3 separate regions of the Mus musculus genome follow, and regions 1 and 2 are each linked to region 3. The links are chromatin contacts, called in public HiCAR-type and promoter capture Hi-C maps. All regions are on one chromosome and are shown on one strand. Each heading gives the region's core, a stretch centred on a gene start, on an enhancer-like site or on the middle of the called end of the contact. The rest is flanking DNA. Distances are from core to core; before and after follow the strand shown. Region 1 holds the start of Thoc7 (THO complex 7). Region 2 holds the start of Atxn7 (ataxin 7). Region 3 holds the start of Fezf2 (Fez family zinc finger 2).

The links. Promoter capture Hi-C pulls out the DNA fragments that hold promoters and counts their contacts. HiCAR-type assays count read pairs that join an accessible place to other places.
Region 1: a promoter capture Hi-C map of embryonic stem cells shows a contact between it and region 3, with 7 times the contacts expected there. The contact joins the promoter of Thoc7 here to the promoter of Fezf2 in region 3. A contact is called at or near these places in 2 of 39 promoter capture datasets (cranial neural crest and embryonic stem cells) and 1 of 115 datasets of contacts at active chromatin or transcription factors (embryonic stem cells).
Region 2: a HiCAR-type map of astrocytes shows a contact between it and region 3, with 5 times the contacts expected there. The contact joins the promoter of Atxn7 here to the promoter of Fezf2 in region 3. A contact is called at or near these places in 3 of 39 promoter capture datasets (cranial neural crest, embryonic stem cells and frontonasal cranial neural crest), 1 of 484 Hi-C or Micro-C datasets (embryonic stem cells), 3 of 115 datasets of contacts at active chromatin or transcription factors (astrocytes and embryonic stem cells) and 1 of 9 other capture datasets (embryonic stem cells).

Annotation. Positions count from the first base shown.
Region 1 is chr14:13,959,963-13,962,662 of GRCm38.p6, forward strand. Thoc7 (THO complex 7) reads right to left here and starts at 1,351. Exons shown (of 8, transcript NM_025435.3): 1 at 1,223-1,351. The coding sequence starts at 1,241. It also overlaps a transcript of Atxn7 not described here.
Region 2 is chr14:14,011,191-14,014,090 of GRCm38.p6, forward strand. Atxn7 (ataxin 7) reads left to right here and starts at 1,301. Exons shown (of 12, transcript NM_139227.4): 1 at 1,301-1,560; 2 at 1,883-2,179; 3 at 2,397-2,465. The coding sequence starts at 1,894.
Region 3 is chr14:12,344,570-12,347,269 of GRCm38.p6, forward strand. It overlaps Fezf2 (Fez family zinc finger 2), which reads right to left and starts at 1,296. Exons shown (of 5, transcript NM_080433.3): 1 at 1,018-1,296; 2 at 1-669. The coding sequence starts at 616.

The DNA of each region.
Region 1 (2,700 bases), core at 101-2,600, 1.6 Mb after region 3:
ATGGTGTAAAGTTTTCTAAGTTCTATATGCCATCTTGAATTTCTTTCATCATTTTGGCAAGTGGTTGGTCACTTGTAATTCCAGTTTTAAAACACCTATTTACCCTTCAAAGGAAGGGGGAAAGCAAATTTGTCAAGTTTTCTAATCACCAGTAGAAAGACCACCTCAGTTCAATTCCCAGGACCCATCTGGTGGAAGTGAAGAAGTGACTTCAGCAAGTGTCCTCTGACTGCCACTCTAGTAGGGTGGCCTGCCTGGGGGAGGGAGGGAGGCAGAGACAGCTCAAAGAGAGGCAGGCAGGCGCGCGCGCGCGCACACACACACACACACACACACACACAGCCACCCTACCAATTTTTAATGTTTACAGCCACTGCAGACGTATAAGAGGAAACACCTTTACCTGCTGCTTCTGGGTATCAAACGTGTTCAGTAAAGTATTGCCTAGAAGTAAGCTAAGTACTTCCTGAATAAATTAAACTCGAATTAAAAAAAAACAAAACCAAGGTTAAAATCCCCCCTACCAAGTTCCGAGGCCTTTATTTATACCCACATCGGTATTTCCTCGGCCCGTCCTCAAATTTGGGCCGATCGTTGTTCATTTCTGGAAGTCCCCTGTTTCTCCACTGGGATCCATAGCTATTGATCAGCCCATCAAACAACATCAAGCCACCGGAACCTTTCTACCAAAGCGGGTACCTTCTCAGTTCCTGCTCCAGTTGCCTATCGTGTCAGTCCATCCTTCTCCCAAACGCGCTCTTATTTCTGCTCTCAGCCCACAGACATCTACTGTCCACCATCCATCACTCCTAATCCACTCAGGCCAACAACTCACCCGCTCCAACATGCCTTCCTTTTGTTGCCGCGGTCCAAGCCGCCGGCCTCTTCCCATGCTGGCGCCTTACCTTGTAAGTCGCCCAGATACACTTCCCGACCGGCCCTCCAGACACCCCTGTTCCTCTTAGCCGCCGTCCCCAGCTCGGGGTCCTCACTCCACCGCCCTCCGAGCTCCTGCGCTCCCTGGGGCCCGCCGCGCTGCCCGTGGGCCCGACCCAGCCCGGCCCGGGAAGCCCCCCAGGCGGCCCCCTCGGGGCACTGCATCGCCCGGGCCGAGCGAGCCGCCCTGCGCCTCTCCCCGCCGCGCACCGCCCCGGGAGCCCCCCACCCCAGACGGCCCGGATCCCGGCGCTGCCCCGCGTCCCCGCACCCGCCGAGGCCTCACCGTCAGTCACGGCTCCCATGGCGTGCGCGGCGGCGGCGGCGGCCGAGCTGAGGCGGCGGTTGGCGGCGAAGGTCAAACTCCCACAATGCAGCCGGGTAAACAGTCATGGAGGAGGAGGCGGCGGCGCCCGCCGCCCTCTCCGACTTTTGAGTCGCGCCGGCGCGCGCGCCGCGCCGCCGCGGACCCGCGCTCGCCGCTCTCCTGGGGCGCGGAGCGGCCGGCGGGTGAAGGGCGAGACGGGCGGCGGGAGGGCGGGCGGCGGCGGCTGGGCCCGGGGACACCGCCGTCCCGCCCTGCCCGCGCCCACAGGCCGCCCTGGAGGCCGCGGCCAGCCGCCAGGTGAGCTTCGGGCTGCGCGCGCTCGCGGGGCTCCGCGCCTGACGCTCCAGGTGACCTCTGTCCCGGGCTGCCCCGACCGTGCGCTCCGGTGGGACGGGGGCGCGGCCACTGCCGCCGTGGGTCTCGAACCCGTATTCTTGAGGCGGGCGCGGCAAGCCATCCTCCCTTCCTGAGCTCTGGCGGGTGCTGGCGAAGCGGGGGAAAGAAACTTGGTCACCTGTCTGGGGAGCGTCACTCAGGACCCAGGGCTCAGGTCCCTCCGGTTCTCACCTCTCATCCAGTTCTCCCTCGCTGCTGGAATCCAGATGGGGTGCCTTCATTTTCATACTAACTTTGCTTTTCAAAAACTGCTTCTTAAAGGGAAGTTGAAAGTAGGTGTTGGGGGTGGGGGTGCTGCTCATTGCAAACACATTACTTGGGGGTGCGGAGTACACATTTCTAGAACACACTGCAGGTTATAGTGTCATCTCTTCTGAAAAATGAAATAAACCACCCCCCTCCCGGGGGGGGGGGGGGAGTCGGGCAGTGAATGCGCTCGCCTTTAGTCCCAGCACTTGGAAGGCAGAGGCAGGCAGTCGAGGCCAGTCTGGTCTACAAAGTGAGTTCCAGGACAGCCAGGGCTACACAGAGAAACCCTGTCTCGAAAAACAAAAAACAAAACAAAACAAAACAAAAAAACAAAACAAAACAAAACAAAACAAAAAATCATTTTGATTCAACATTGAGGAATGTTCTCCTAGTGGAACCATGTTCCTGTTGAGAGTTGATTTGACCTCCAACAGGGTAGAGTTTGACTTTATAACCCAGGTTTTTGTTTATCAGTTTTCATGATCCCAATCCCTTGAACCTTCAGATCCTGCATAAGGCAATGGTGTGGGGTCATTTTTTGGTTGTTGAGATTTCTTAAGTGGGATCCATGCATCGGCCCTGTGTTCCCTCAGTTCTTTCTAGCGGAAGACTTGGGATCATTCAAGGGAGGTGGTTTTTAACCTCTAGGCAGAACTATGTATGGGTCAAATACAGTATCTACTTTTGTCACAAAGGCAGAAATTACCCTGAATGAAGATTTTGAAGCATAAATGACCTCTTCCAAATGTGGAACTGCTCGCTGACTTTTTGAAAGAGTACTGGTCTAAAGG
Region 2 (2,900 bases), core at 51-2,550, 1.7 Mb after region 3:
ATTTATTTATTTATTTAATTTTTTGGGTTTTTCGAGACAGGGTTTCTCTGTATAGCCCTGGATGTCCTGGAACTCACTCTGTAGACCAGGCTGGCCTTGAACTCAGAAATCCGCCTGCCTCTGCCTCCCAAGTGCTGGGATTAAAGATGTGTGCCACCATGCCAGGCTCAGTTTTTAAATTAAGGAAAATATATTCCAAACTTCAGTTAGTTGAATCTGTATGTAGGTGTATAGCCTGAGTGTTCAAAAAGCAACTGTCCTTTGATAAACACTCAGCAGATTCCTTTTTGGATTTCTTGGTGTGCAATCCAGTGGGGGGGGGGGACCCTATAGACACATTTCTAAATGTGTCTCACAGAAATTGTGTTTCTGCTTTATTTATTTAAGACAAGCTCTTACTGTGTTTCTCAGTCTCACCTGTATTACGATGCTGCACACTTGCTTCAGCCTCCCAAACACTGGGGACTCTGGGTGCATACCACACCCAGCTCAAGCTTTTAAACTTGCACCTATGTCAAACCCCTTCTCCAAGTCCTGGCTTTAATATATTATGGAAACATTTTCATATGCACTTTTGCGTTCATTTTAACATTTGAAAGGTTTTTTGTACTTCAACAGAGATGTTGGTCACATCTGTCTTACTAAATATTTGCCCCCCCCCCCAAAGCCAACAGATAATAGCAGCAAGTCGAGAAAGCTCACCTCTTCATACAGTCCCAGAAGGCACCTGTAAGCCTGAGGCTCTGAGCAGGCTAAAAAGATGCTGCTTTACTGAAATGAGATAACAGCTTAATAGGAACTAAAGGCACCCTGTGGTGGTCCACTCCTGTGCTTTACTTGTTTGATGGTCGGGGAGGGGGTGACTGTATGTGCTAGTGCTTATTAATTTGTGATCCAAATCTGACGAACGTCTGGTATATTCCTTAAGCCATGGGGGTCTCATCGGATTCTAGGAAAGACAGCCATAAATAGTGAGAGACTAACAACCCAACTTTAAAGTGATACACTGATTTTGTAGCTTCCTTCTTGCTGGAGAAGAAATTCAAGTTCGCAGGACACAGTGTGACCTTCAGTTGTGGGCACTCAAGTGCACGTTCCTGGCTGGCCAAGCAGCAGGGGCTCGATGCGGACGCCTGGGCTAACACCTGGGCGGCATTTTCACACCTGCCACTGGCAGCTTTGGTTTCTGGGCGTCCGCACAGTGGCTGCTTCCCATTCATGCTCCAGCTACTGTGCAGCCTCCCGCGAGCCCAGAGCGAATTGCTGGTGCCCGGGGCTCCGGAGGGAGGGCCTGGGCGACGCTTTCGTTACTGCGCCGGGGCCGACCGGCAGGCTCTTCCATAGGTGGCTGCGTTTCCGACTTCGCCCTGGCTCCACTCCGGGGGCTTGACGTGCAAACTTCGCCGGAGCGAGCAGAGAGGGAGGGACCGGCGAGGGGGAGGAGGCGACAGGAGGCGCCTCCGCTTAAGGGAGCCGGCCGGGCGCCGCCGCTCGGACGGACGCGCGGACGGAAGGAAGGAGCGGGGCTGCCGGCTGGGCCGGGATGCGAGCGCCCGCAGGGTGGGCAGCCGCGGGCCGGGGCGCAGGCAGGCCTGAGGTCGCGGCAGTTCGGCTCCGGGCGCTGGCCTCCCGAGCCGGGCCCGGCAGGGCGGCCAGCGCCGCAGTGGCAGCCGCAGCCGGCGCCCTACGAGGGCCGCGGGAGGCGAAAGCGAAAGCCGGTGGCGCCGCGGACTTTGCGCCCGGGCGGGGAGGCGGGCGGCGGCAGGGGCCGGGGGCTGACAGCACCGCGGGCCTGCGGGCCGCGCACGCCGCCGGAACTCCGCGGAGCCTCCTTAAAAGCGGCCCCCGCGCCACTCTTTTCCCCCTTTTTGTTACATTGTAGGAGCGGAAAGAATGTCGGAGCGGGCCGCGGATGACGTCAGGGGGGAGCCGCGCCGCGCGGCGGGCGGAGCAGCGGCCGCCCGGCAGCAGCAGCAGCAGCCACAGCCTCTGCAGCCCCAGCGGCAGCACCCGCCGCTGCGGCGCCCACGGGCGGAGGACGGCGGCACCGGGGACACCACCACCTCGGCCGCCGCCATGGCGACGGTTGGGGAGCGCAGGCCCTTGCCCAGTCCCGAAGCGATGCTGGGACAGTCGTGGAATCTGTGGGTGGAAGCTTCCAAACTTCCTGGGAAGGATGGTGAGTGTCCACGCCTCCTGGTTCCCCCCGCCCCCCCGCCCCCCTCCTCTGGCCCCGATCCCCTCCCCCGCGCCGTGTCCTGTGGCCGCCCCCACGGGGGTCAGAGATGCTATCTTCTGCTGGGTGCCCACACCTACCCGGAGCGTGCGTGAGCGTGCGTCACACTCCTAGCCACTGACCTGCCTCTCCCCTCCTCCTGTGTGTGTATATCTCCTAGGGACCGAATTGGATGAAAGTTTCAAGGAGTTTGGGAAAAACCGCGAAGTCATGGGGCTCTGCCGGGAAGGTGAGTCCAGCCCCCCTGGTGGAGTTTGTACCCAACCTTGGGGAAGTTTTCTTGTTGCTTCAGCCCACCTTCCCTGCTTGCCACATTGAGGTCTCTGCTGAAGAGGATGGAAGAGGGTGGGTAGAACATTTAGGAAGAAATCTCATTTCTAGGGGCTCTCTGTAATGGGCAGCAACCTGGATCCCTTCTGGAAAGGGCAATTCAAAGTGATGGGCATAGGAAGCAGGCAGGGAGTTTAACATATATCTCTTTAGTTATGGACAACACCTGGAAAGAAAGAGTTCTAAGCATTGGAAAGTAGTGCCTTTCTGGGGAAAGAAAGAGTTCTAAGCTTTGGAAAGTAGTGCCTTTCTGGGGATGCTGTAGAGCAGGAGCCTTGACCAAACCAGGTTTTCTTAAGGCAAAGAGAGTGAATTTTGAATAATAATTATTATT
Region 3 (2,700 bases), core at 46-2,545:
AAAGCTTGGGGTGAGCAGCCAGGGAAGTGGGGGCCTGTGCGTTGAGGAGGCCGGATGGGAAAAGGTGGCCTCCGAGGAGCTCCGAAGGTGGGTAAGCGGTGGAGTCCAGGTAGTTGAAGTAGTAGAGAGAGCCGCTGGCAGGCAGCCCCACAGCCTGGTTGATGACCTGCGGTTTGATGACCCTGCCGGCGGGCAGCGCAGAAGGCGCGAGGCCCAGTTCGGCCTTGCAGCACACGCCACAGTTGGTTTTGCACAAGCCGCTGGCGCCGCACACTGGGGCCCCCCCGCCGCTGCCTCCTCCTCCACCGCCGCCCGCCCGGAGGCTGCTCTTCCAGAACTCCGAGTAACTGAGCAGCGTCTTGGACGGCACCTCGTAGCCTAGAGGCTGGAGAGGGATCATACAGGGCAGCGGCGAGCAGAGGTTGAGCAGTTTCTTGCTCTGGCTGCTGTCTGCCTCTAACGCAGCAGGCCGGGGCTCGAAAGGCGCTCGGGGCTCGGACGTCTTGGCCATGATGCGCTCGATAGAGAAAGCTAGTGTTTTAGAAGTGGCCGGTGACGCTCCAGCGCGCGGGCAGGCCGGGGGCACCATGGTCTCCAGGGAAGCTGAGCTGGCCATGGCGCGCCAAGCTGGGCCAGGCTGGGCCAGGGCACAGCCTCTCTCCTCTAAGTCTGCATTCCGGAAAAGGCAGGGGGGAAACCGCAATTTAATAAGCACCTAGTCGGCCCGGTCACCCATTTGCATTCAAATGAACAGAAGCAGAACAAAGTGCACCCAAGGGTACCAAATTACCGCCCATTAACCCGGCGCGCAAAGGAACCCACCAGCTATTGCCCTGGGACTATGAAAGGGGGAAGAAGGGGGAGGCTGTACAAAGGAAAGGAGAAGGGGTAGAAGAAAGGAGTCTCAAATTAACACTCCCAGCCCTTCCCTGGACCCAGGCCTTCGCCACGCGTGCTGGGAACTGGGCACTGAAAGAGCAAAGTTAAAGAGGGCCGGAAGAACCACCTCGCTTTTACCTCTTTCCCCCACCGCCAAGGAGATGCGTTCCGAGCCATGCAGCGTGTCTCTTCTGTCACATTTTGATGGCAAACATCTTCCCCTCCGCGTGAGATCACTGTCTTTTACATTCAGCTGACATCACATGAAGTCACTTGAAGTGGAATGACATGGGCGGCGGCGCGACTCCCGTTGAGGACCCTGCGTTCCCCCGCGCCTGCCGGCCGCCGCCACCGCCCCTCAAACTTTAAAGGAGGCAACTAGCGCCCGCGCTCCCTTCGGGAAAGTGCGAGCGGTTTGCGAATCGGGAAGGAGGGAAGAGAGGGAGGGGGGAGGGGGAAGAATCGTGATGGTTTTGCCGGTGGAAGGAGGTGGGGGCCGCCCAAACCCAAACCTAGGCAGAGTTCCTTGGGTGATTCACAACTTTGGGGGGCCTACAGTTTTAGGGTACGCGGGGAAGGCGGGGTGTCCCCGACGCGCTACCTCAAAGGGCCCCTGGTGTCCGTCTAATCACCAAAGTATCCCTTAGCCCTGCGCAGCCGAACTGGGCACCGTGCTAATAAACTGCCATTTACCTACGGAGCCAGCGCCAGCCCCGAACACGCGCAAATGATAATTACCTCATTAGGATGTGGCGCATGGACGCGGGCGTCGCGTTTGGAGGGGGGAACTTGTTAATGGGGAAATATTAATTTATGCAAAAGCAACGAGCTCGCCTTGGCTGGCGTCGGAGGTCGAGAGAGAGCTCCCCGCCGCCTAAGGACGACCTCGAAGAGTCCGGGAGGGCAGGCGGCGTGCCGGGGTCCTGGGGACCTGGGGAAGGGTGGGTGCGCCTGCAGCTCTCTGGCCCACTTTTTCAGTAGGGCTGGGGGATTCTTGCCCTGAGAGGCCTAGGGCTCTTTGAGAAGCTAATCGATCCGAATTGCTGATTTGTGATCGGGTTTGAGAGGCAAAGGCAGGCTCTGCGCCTGGTTTAGGGCTGCGTGCGGGGAGGATTCGGAGGGCAGCTCTCCCGCTGTTGGGTACTTACTGTTTGTATAATTGAGAAGGTCCAATCTCCACCTGTTTAAGGAGCAGATTGAAACAGCAGAACCTCCCCTGGATCCTATTAAAACGTTTTTCCTCCTAAGGCCATTCAGTCGAACCAATTTTCCGAAGTGATTCATAGAGCTGAATTCTGCCAAGGCAGCTCTTTCACTTTTAGCCACTAAAGCACCGCGTGGAACCGGGTTTTGTGTTTTTCTAAAATAAAAAGAAGGATTATCAGAGGGGAGAAGGAGGGGGTCTGAAGGGGGGCGGGCAAAGACTTAGTGTGGCCAGAGGTACAAGCAGAGGGAAGAAAAGGCTCTTTTCTAGACAGGCCCCAAGTAAGTTCGGAGGAATTCAGCGTTTTTGTGCCGGGCGCACAAAAGCAGAGCGCTCGGCGCTGGGTTTGGAGGGGCTGAATTCATGTTTGCAGACCATTCCACCTGCGTATCACAACAAACTGCTCAAAGAAGCTCCAGCACTTTCAACAGGCCGGGTGCTCTTGGTGACAACAAAAGTGGTCGAGGCTGAGGGTTCTTATGGGGGGGGGGGGGCTAGCTAGAGAAGGAGAGAATTAGGTTTAGGGAAAAGAGGGGCTGTGCATGGGGTTTTTGAAAACTTTTGGCTGTTTTTGTTCGTCGGACAATTATATCTTGCCAGCCGGCTTTTGCAAGACC